2 separate regions of the Pan troglodytes genome follow, and region 1 is linked to region 2. A link is a contact called in public HiChIP or PLAC-seq data. All regions are on one chromosome and are shown on one strand. Each heading gives the region's core, a stretch centred on a gene start, on an enhancer-like site or on the middle of the called end of the contact. The rest is flanking DNA. Distances are from core to core; before and after follow the strand shown. Region 1 holds the start of LRRC4B (leucine rich repeat containing 4B). Region 2 holds the start of POLD1 (DNA polymerase delta 1, catalytic subunit).

Region 1 (4,840 bases), core at 1,970-4,469, 190 kb before region 2:
ACAACTTCCATTTTTTTTTTTTGTCTGTTTTTGTTTTTTGGTTTTATTTTTTGAAATGGTGAAAATACCTTTGAGCACTCATTACTGTGGAGGGTCACTGTCCCTGTCTCTTACCTAATACCATTTCTGGGACATCAGAGGCCCCAGTCCATGTTGACAACATGCATCAAAACTGAGGATCAGTGTTCCAGTTGCTCAGGACAGTCACCTGAGTGGGAGATTAGAGTTAAGCCTTAGGGCAAGGTTTAGGGGACAGTGGGAAGCGTTAAGATTTGGTTTTGTGTTTGAGCCAAAGCTGGGGCCGCATCCTCATCTTTTTCCACTCTGCTTCTCTTCTTCCTCCACGCCACACCTGTCTGGCTCCCGTCTCTCAAACGGGCCCGGCTTGCTGCCATCTGGGGGCCTCTGCCCCAGGTGCTTGCCCCTGTGCACGCAATGAGCTATCTCCTTATTTTGGCCTCACCACAAAAGACACCTCCTCCAGGAGGCCTCCCCTGATCACCTCAAGTCTGTCCTCCTGACCGCCCACCAACTTCTCTCCTCCCTAATTGTCCTCTTATTTTCTTCATTGCTCACACTGCTCTTGGAAATAGGACCTTGAGTTATCCTCTCTGCTGGAGGGTCAGTTCCACGGGGACAGGGGCTGTCTCCTTACTGTTCTCCGGCCGGGCTCTCAAAGCCCTGAACAGTGCCCGGTGCTGAAGACCCTTGATGAGCTCTGGGGGTTGACGGCAAATCATTTCTCCTTCAGTAAAACAGGGGCAGTCATACCCTCCAGGCAGGGCTGAGACTTAGGCTGCATGGACCAAGACGGTTCGCTGGTTGTTCAAATATTGGAATACTTCCCTGCTTCTCTAACGGCCCCACCTGACACGGCTTGGCCTCTCACCTGAGACCCTCTTGGTTTGTTTGTTTGTTTTTTGAGACTGAGTTTCGCTCTGTCACCCAGGCTGGAGTGCAATAACGTGATCTCGGCTCACTGCAACCTCTGGAGGCCTCCCAAGTTCAAGTGATTCTCGTGCCTCAGCCTCCCGAGTAGCTGGGATTACAGGCGCGCACCACCATGCCTGGCTAATTTTTGTATTTTTAGTAGAGATGGGGTTTCACCATGTTGGCCAGGCTGGTCTCGAACTCCCGACCTCAAGTGATCCTCCCGCCTCGGCCTCCCAAAGCGCTGGGATTACAGGTGCGAGCCACCATGCCCGGCCGAGACCCTCTTGTAATGAAAGGGTTAACTCAGGGCTCATCAGGGGCCTGCTCTCACCTGTGCCCACCAGGTACCACCATCCCTAGGAGTTGGTACCGCATGGTTGCAGGATCGATGCCACGCTTGTGAGGTGCTGGGCACAGCATCTGGCCTGTGGGAGACCAGGAGGAACCGCGGGCTGCCACCATGTGATTCTGTTTTGCTGGTATCACCATCGGTCCTGGCCTACTCTGTGCTGGACCCTGGTGCACACACACATTCACTGGTCCAGTCTCACAAACTAGACTTGAGCGGCGCCAGGGGCGGGTGAAACCCGAAGCACCACTGCCACCTGCCACTCCCTGGCCCTCGCCCAGCCCCTTCTCAGTTTCCCCTCTCGGCAGCTCTCAGGGCTCAGCACCCACCAGCGCCCACCCAAAATCGCCTCTTCCGAACCCATCTGTGACCTGGCTTCTCTCGGGAACCCTGGCTCATTATAGATGTGTCTGGCCCACTTTCCTTCCAGCTTCCAACCCTGACTCTCCCCAGGCTCTGCCTGCAGGGGTATGGCCACACTTTCCCTCCCTGGGGCTCTCCGAGGAGAAGGGGAAGAGGGAGAGTCTGTCCCGGGTCCCCTGGCACTGAAAGAAGGAACCTTCATCTTTCTTCTCTCTCTCCTGAGTCCTCAGTTATTAGTCAGTGTTTTGGGGGATAACAAGGAAGGGGTGAAACTTCTGTGCTAATTTTAACATCTGGAAGGATCTTCAGTGTCCTGGACAGGGGCCACCCCTCCTTCTGGGTTTCTCCGCCCCTGATTCCCGATGTCCCCCTTCCTTGGGGCCCAAGCTTTTGGGGTAGTGGACCGGGGAGGTAGAGGGGAGGGTCACGGTGACCTCCCAGAGGCCTCTGCATCTGCCCTCCCCCTCCCTGCACCCAAGATGCAGCTCAGCTTCACAGCTCTAAATGCATCCCTAGCACCCGCTGCCAACACCTGGGGCACCTCAGAGGAGAGTGAGTAGGGAGGCTGCAGGCTGTGCCCTCTGCCCCTCCCAGGTGCCTCCACCTGCCAAGTCTGGACCAGGGACGAAAGCTAGGAACTGACCTATTCTCCATCTCCCTCAGGGTACCCCCAGCCCAAAACTGCATTCAAACCCCATCCTGGCTCCTCCAAGAGCTCAGTGGTCTCTTCTGGAAAATGGGTTTGAAGGTTCTTCTCTTCATGAGGTGGAGGGGCGGACGAGGCGGGCATACAGCGGAGTTCAAGAAAGGCCCTCTGTCCCCTCCCCCACTCTGTCTACTCCCCGGGCTCTTGCCACCCAGTCTTGGGCCCTCAAAGCTCCAGCTCCCCAGCTTCTCTCCTCTCCCCCGAGATCTTTCTCCTCCCCCCTCCCCCCGACGGGTCCTTCCCTCCCTCTTCCATCCTCTCATCTCTGTCCCACTTAGATCCTCCTGCCTCTTCCGGGTCCTGCCAGCTTCCCCTGCTCTTCCTGACAACACACACCGCACCCCCCATTCTTCTCCCCACAGCCCCCGCCGCCCTCCAGGCCCCTCTGTCCCCTGCAGCCCTCAAAGTTAGGCCTTCCCTACCTCCTCTTTCCCCTCACTTCCCTGCCCCTGGGCCTCTCCTGCCCATCTCTCTACCCATCTCTCCCTCCACTCCTCCTCTCCCTCCTTTCCTCTTCCTCTACCCACTCCCCCTGCTCCCCCGCCCTCCCCTCCCCTTCATCCAGGACCTTATTGCAGGAGTTACCCCCTCCTCTCCCCTCCCCTCCCACACCCTCTCCCCTTTCCCTCCTCTCTCCCCTGCTCCCTCCCCTTTTTCTCCCCCTCTTCTTTCTTCCACCCCCTTCCCACTTCCTTCCTTCTTTCCTCCCCTTCCCTCTTCTTTCCTCCCCCCTTCCCCTTCCCTCCCGTCTCCCTCTCCTTTCTTCCCTCCCTCTCCCATCCTCTCCGGTTCTTCCCCCCTCTTTCCTTCCTCCCTCTCCACGCTGCCCTCCCTCCCCTCCCTCTCTCCCCCCTCCTCTCCTCCCGGGCCTCCCTCCCTGCTCCCTCCCTCCGCCCGCCCGCTCCCACCATCATCAGTATTCCGCTCCCGTCTCCGCCGCTCTCGGCTGCTCTCGGTCGCTGCCGCACCGTCCGAGGCGGGGGCCGGGGCCGGGGCCGGGGCCTGGGGGGGGGTGGGGTGGGGGGAGAGCGGCGCCGGCGGGCCCGAGGAGGGAGGAAGGAAGGAAGGAAGGCTGGAAGGAAGGAAGCCAGGAAAGAAAGAAGGAAAGAAAGGAAGGCAAGAAGGAAGGCGGGCGGCGGGCGAGGGCGCCGGGCCGGACGGCAGGCGGGCGCGAGGCGAGGAGGCAGAGCGGCCCCCCCAGCCCCACCGCCGCCGCTGCGGAAGCCCCCTCCCCACCCAGGAGCCGGGGAGGGGGGAGAGCGCGAGAGGCTCCAGGCCCGGCCGCAGCCCCGCCCCCCGCGCCTCCCCGCAGCGGGCCTTGCACCCCAAATTCCTGAGCCTCATTGGGGGGTCCTCCCCCCACGGGCCGGGCATGCTGCCCCCCGGAAGGAACCCCTCTCCTCGCTGTGAGTAGCCGCCAAGGGGCACGGGTCGGGGGCGGGGGCCGGAGGCGGAACCGCGGGGGGTGGGTGGGGGGCATTCGCTAATTGGGGGACAGTGGTCTTAGGCCTCCTCCGGGATGGGGGGGATGGCAGAGGACAGGGGGCGGGGCCTAATGGGAGGCAGAAGCCGGTGGGGGAGGCGACTGGGTGGGGGTTCTCCGGGCAGGGCGAGTTCTTTGCTGTGGGGGGGGGGGGTGGTTGTCGCTGCTGCCTGGGGACAGGTTGTGGGGGGTGCGTCCGGCGGTCGCTGCGTATCCAGCTGTGGGGCTGAGGAAGTAGGCTTAGGGTGGGGGGCTCTCCGGGCGTAGGTCCGGGCCCCCCTTTCTGGGGCGGGAGTCCAGGTTCTTCCTCTCCCCATGGCCCCTCCCACCCTCCACACCGCTGCTGCTTGGGGTGTGGGGGGGCACGCCAGTGATGGGGAGGGGGGAGAGGCGGGCACGGGGTTTCCTTGGTGACCGCGCCTGGCAAGAGCGGTTGCCGTGGCAACCGGGGAGAACCGGGGAGTTTGGGAAGTGAAAATGGGAAAGACGGAGGGGGTGATTGGGGAGTGAGACAACCCCCTCCCCAGTCTTCAGCCCTTCTCCCTCTGGGGTCACCCCGCCTCTCCTGGTGGGCGGCTCGGACCCCTGCCCCTCCGTCTCTCCAAGACCCCCCATTCCCTGACCCCACTAGGCTTTGGGGCCTTCTATCCTTGGGCACGTGTCTCTCCAGGACCACTGCCTCTCCCATCTCCCTCCGCCCTCCCCTCCTGGAAACCTCTCCTCCTGGAGACCCCCGCCCCCCATTTGCTGCCTCCTCCCCAGGCTTCCGACCCTCACACCTGCTCTTCTAGGACCTTCTAAGACACGGCATCTGCTCCTCAGGATTCTCTAACCCCCATCTCTGACAATCCCCCAGATATCCCTCTCCAGACCTTCTGTCCAGGAGACCCTCACTTCAGCCGCCCTCTCCTCTAGCTCCCTCCTCCCACTCCCTCCCCGCCCCTCTTTGGGCCTTGCACCCCAGCCTCTCCCCTTTCTCCCCAACACCCCCAGTCGCCTTCTCCTT
Region 2 (4,481 bases), core at 1,693-4,192:
TTAGTAGAGTTTCACCATGTCTGCCAGACTGGTCTCAAACTCCTCACCTCAAGTGATCCGTCCACTTCGGCCTCCCAAAGTGCTGGGATTACAGGCGCCCACCACCACGCCCGGCTAATTTTTTGTATTTTTAGTAGAGACGGGGTTTCACCGTGTTAGCCAGGATGGTCTTGGTCTCCTGACCTCATGATCTGCCTGCCTCGGCCTCCCAAAGTGCTGGGATTACAGGCGTTAGCCACCGCGCCCGGCCTAGCTTTTGTATTTTTTGTAGAGACAGGGTCTTGCTATGTTGCCCAGGCTCACCTGCACGCTTTCGGCCTTGTCCTTCCCCTAGGCCTCTGTGACTGCTGTCTCTGGACTGCCTCTGTGTGTGTCTTCCTCCCTTACCAGCCAGGGACCTCTGGATGGCAGAGCAAGGACTGACTCTCCTCTGGGACCTTAGCATCACCCAGCACAGAGTGGGCCCCCAGGAGGCCTTAGGCAGTGTTCGCTGCATGAAACTCCACTGCATCCAGAGACTCAGCTCAGGCTTAGCTCCTCCAAGCTGACCAGCTGCCCTTCAGGATTCCCACAACGCCTTGTGCCACTTTCGTTATTGCACAATGCAGAGCTGGGATCCTTTCAGCCTGTGAGCTCCTTGAGAAAAGGAGTCAGCATCTTGCCCAAGTTGGGGTCTCCAGCATCACTCTGCACAGTGTCCGGTTACTTCAAGACATGAGTTTAGGCCGGGTGTGGTGGCTCACACCTGTAATCCCAGCACTTTGGGAGGCCGAGGTGGGAGGATTACTTGAGGTCAGGGATTCGAGACCAGTCTGGGCAACATGACAAAACCCTGTCTCTACTAAAAATACAAAAATTAGCTGGGCGTGGTGGCACACACCTGTAATCCCAGCTACTCGGAAGCCTGAGGCATGAGAATCGCTTGAACCCGGGAGGTGGAGGTTAGTGAGCCGAGATCGCGCCACTGCACACCAGCCTGGGCGACAGAGCAAGACCCTGTCTCAAAAACCAAAAAAAAAAAAAAAGACATGTGAGTTGAAACTCCCTGTGAATATCAACCACTCTGGTGAGTCTTCCCTGAGCACACAGGTTCTTCTCTTGGCTCCCAAAGACTATCACTGCTCCGCCATAGCTCAGCGCACTCTGGACTGAAATCTCCTGTCCTTCCCCAACCAAACTGAATGATCATTGGCTCCCCAGTGCTCAGCAGAGGGCCTGTCCAAACAGCAGCTGTCAGAAACACATAAGAGAGGGAAGAGCATTTCAGGGGGAGGGAAGGAACCTCTCTAGGGGGAAGAGAGACCTGTGGGGGGGAAGTGCAGGAAGGAGGAGAAGCGGCCGTGCGTGGTGGCTCACGCCTGTAATCCCAGCACTTTGGGAGGCCGAGGCAAGTGGATCACCTGAGGTCAGGAGTTCGAGACCAGCCTGGCCAACACGGCGAAACCCCATCTCTACTAAAAATACAAAAAATGAGCTGGGCGTGGCAGTGGGTGCCGTAATCCCAGCTACTCAGGAGGCTGAGGCACGAGACTCGCCTGAACTCGGGAGGCGGAGGTTGCAATGAGCTGAGTTTGCACCACTGCATTCCAGCCTGGGTGACAGAGCAAGACTCTGTCTCAAAAAAAAAAAAAAAAAAAAAAGAGAAGACAGTGGCAACAAGTTCCTTCAGTGGAAGGGCTGAGGCGAGGCACTGACATCGCCCTGCCCACTCCTGGCTCCGCTCTAAACCCTGCCCACTCACTCCCCCACTAATCTTTGCCTTCAGAGCGGCAACCCCAACCTGCTTCTCCCTTAGCCTTCCCCATCCAGCCTGCTGCTCAAACCACAAACCCAGGGGTCATCCTGGACTCTTCCCCTTGCTCCTACGCCCAGTCCATCAGCCAGTCCCCCTGTCTCCGCCCGCAAAGGTAACCTGAGCCTGATTCTCTGCCTGCAGGACGCTCTCCCTCCTAACAGATCTCCCTCCTTCCATTCTTATTCCTGCTACAATCCAATTTCCACTCAGTGGTCAGTGAGTTTTTCAAAACATGGGGCGAATCGTGTTGTTTCCACGCTCAAACCCTCCCACGGCTCCCCGCTGAACCTAGAATAAAGGAGAAATTCCATACCAAGGTTTACAAGGCCCTATAGGATCTAGTTCCCCATCATGACTCCGACCTCATCTGTGTTTCTCTCGTCCCCTCGGCTCCTGCTACAAATACGCCAAGCTCCTTCCACCTCAGGGCTTTGCACTTGAGGGTCCCAGAGCGGTCGATTCTGGACCACTCCAGCTAAAGCAGCAGGCTCTTCGCTCATTATCACGTTACCCTGCGTTAGTTTCCTTCTGAGAGCATCTGACAGCCCCAGAGCACTGCTTTACTGATGCTATTAAAACTCATCACTTGTCTACCGTCTGTCTTCCCGAGACAGGGACTTCTCTGACTTGTTCCTGCTTCCAGAAAAGTGCCTGGCACAGAGTACTCAAACACCCAGCGAATCCAGGATGACACCAAGCCCGCACGTGCACCACCCAGTCCCCCCAGCTCCTCCCGGGCCACGTCCCGCCCCACGGTGCCCGGCGCACGCGCCCCCTGCCCGCCGAGGAATTCCACCCCCACCCCGGGCTTTTCCTGCTCGTCCCCGCGCCCTCGCCCAGGAAACCCCTGGTCCCTGCCCTCTCCTGCGCGCCCCCGGGCCAAAGGGTGCCCTCCCAACCGTCTCTCAGATCTATGTGCCTGGCTGCTCAAGCCCCGTTCCCTACCAGGCCCACTGCCCCGAACTCCCTTTTTCCCGTCTACTCACCCGCTTCAAACAGCGTTTCCCGCCACAGCCTACGCCGCCGTGACCCCTGACTCCCGCGCGCGCAAGCCCAGAGCCGCGGCGCTCAGAGACGGGCCACGCCCCCGCCTGCCCAAGTGCGGGCAAGGCCACGCCCCGCTTGTTCGACTGCAGGGCAGGCCCCGCCCCCTCTCTCAGCCTCCGAAGTGGCCTCGCCCCCTTGCTGAAAAATTCCCTTAACTCCGCCTCCCCATGACCTGTCTGCCCGAAGCCACGCCCCTCCGCGCGGCTACCTTCACGACCTCGTGCGGTCTGGGCGCGCCGCGGTTCTGTTCTCTCTCCTCCCACCCTCGGGTGTTGCGCGCGCATCCTCCGCGTCCCCCCGCCCGCCTCTCGCCCGGGGCCGTGTAGGGAGCGCTGCCCCGTCGCTGCCCAGCAGCCAGCTGGTGACCTGACGCCCAAGATCCCCGCAGAGGCTGGCCGATAAGCGGTAGAGTCCTGGCTTGATCTGTTCTCCTTCATCCTAGCTTCAGTTTCCCTATATGTAAATTAGACTCAACAACGCATGATAGGGACACTTGTGGGGCGCCCGGTACACTACTCTTAGGATAAGGTGATCGTTGGTAACTACTCTCACTTCCGCTGTCCCCCGCCCCAAATAAATATACCTTTAAGTTGCATCCCTCCATGCAACCCCCCTTTCGCCCTCGATTGGAATTGCTCATTCAGCTCCTTCAGGGCTGGCACAGGGGCAGGAAGGATTGGAGGAACTTCGTCGCTTCGCTCCGAACTCCTGGCGTCTCTCCTCTCAAACTTTGCAAGTGCTGTTCCCTCAACTTGGAGGCCCAGCCCCCAGGCTCTCGTTTTAGGTCCCAGCGATTGCCTCTGTTGTGATATCTTCCCTGATTTCCTCTAGCCCCACCACAGTGCCATGCTCATTAAAGTCCCTATCCCCCGAGTCTTGGTAGGAGGATGGTTATCTTGTTCACGGATGTTTCCAGTGCCTAGAATTGTGCCTAACTGTAGTTAATGCTCTGGAAACATTTATTGGGTGAATGTCTCCATCTCTAGAATGGCCAACCCAGTGCCTGGCCCACAGGAGGCCTCAGCAAACACTTGTTGTTCGGACAAAAGTCCAGGTCCCCTCATTCACTTAAATCCTGTTTATCCTTCAAGGGCGAGTTCTGATTCACCTTGTCCAGGGAGGTGACCCTGAGGCTGAGGCCTTTGTCCTGAACTTTCACAGCAGGCGACACACCACCCAGCACTGGGACCCTATGTGCCACCCTTTTCCCAACAGCCTGGGGACACCCAGTCCCACCTGCTCAATCAGGTTCAGGGACCCAGTGTCACTGAGGTCCCTAGAAGCCCACGCCCTCTCCATCTTGCACTCCAGCTCCGGGCTGGATTGTATTCATATTTTATTTTCCTGTTTCTGTTTTTAGTTTTTATTAAATAAAAGCAGAGGAAGAGGAAGGCCTCTGGTCTCCCGGGCTAGGGGGGAGAGCCATGGGTCCTCCCCTCCCTCTGTTCAAGGTGCACTGCGTGCTGGGCTTGAGGTGTAAGCTGGGGAGGGAGGGCAGCTGGGAAGGGTCAGCGGTCGGGACCTGCAACCCTTTCACCCCTTCTGGAAGACTCGCTGGGCAGGGAGGGAGCCTCCTGGACCTGGACTGGGGCTTATCCCAAGGGATGAGAGCCGATAGGTCTACAGGCTCGGCACAAGG

Evidence for each region. HiChIP or PLAC-seq counts read pairs in DNA pulled down with a chosen protein or histone mark.
Region 1: an H3K4me3 HiChIP or PLAC-seq map of stem cell-derived excitatory neurons shows a contact between it and region 2, with 2.2 times the contacts expected there. The contact joins the promoter of LRRC4B here to the promoter of POLD1 in region 2. A contact is called at or near these places in 1 of 7 Hi-C or Micro-C datasets (stem cell-derived neural progenitor cells) and 1 of 1 datasets of contacts at active chromatin or transcription factors (stem cell-derived excitatory neurons).

The regions. Positions count from the first base shown.
Region 1 is chr20:53,456,378-53,461,217 of NHGRI_mPanTro3-v2.0_pri, reverse strand. It overlaps LRRC4B (leucine rich repeat containing 4B), which reads left to right and starts at 3,219. Exons shown (of 3, transcript XM_016936660.3): 1 at 3,219-3,757.
Region 2 is chr20:53,271,007-53,275,487 of NHGRI_mPanTro3-v2.0_pri, reverse strand. POLD1 (DNA polymerase delta 1, catalytic subunit) reads right to left here and starts at 2,942. Exons shown (of 27, transcript XM_016936649.4): 1 at 2,782-2,942. NR1H2 (nuclear receptor subfamily 1 group H member 2) reads right to left here. Exons shown (of 10, transcript XM_054672652.2): 10 at 4,177-4,481.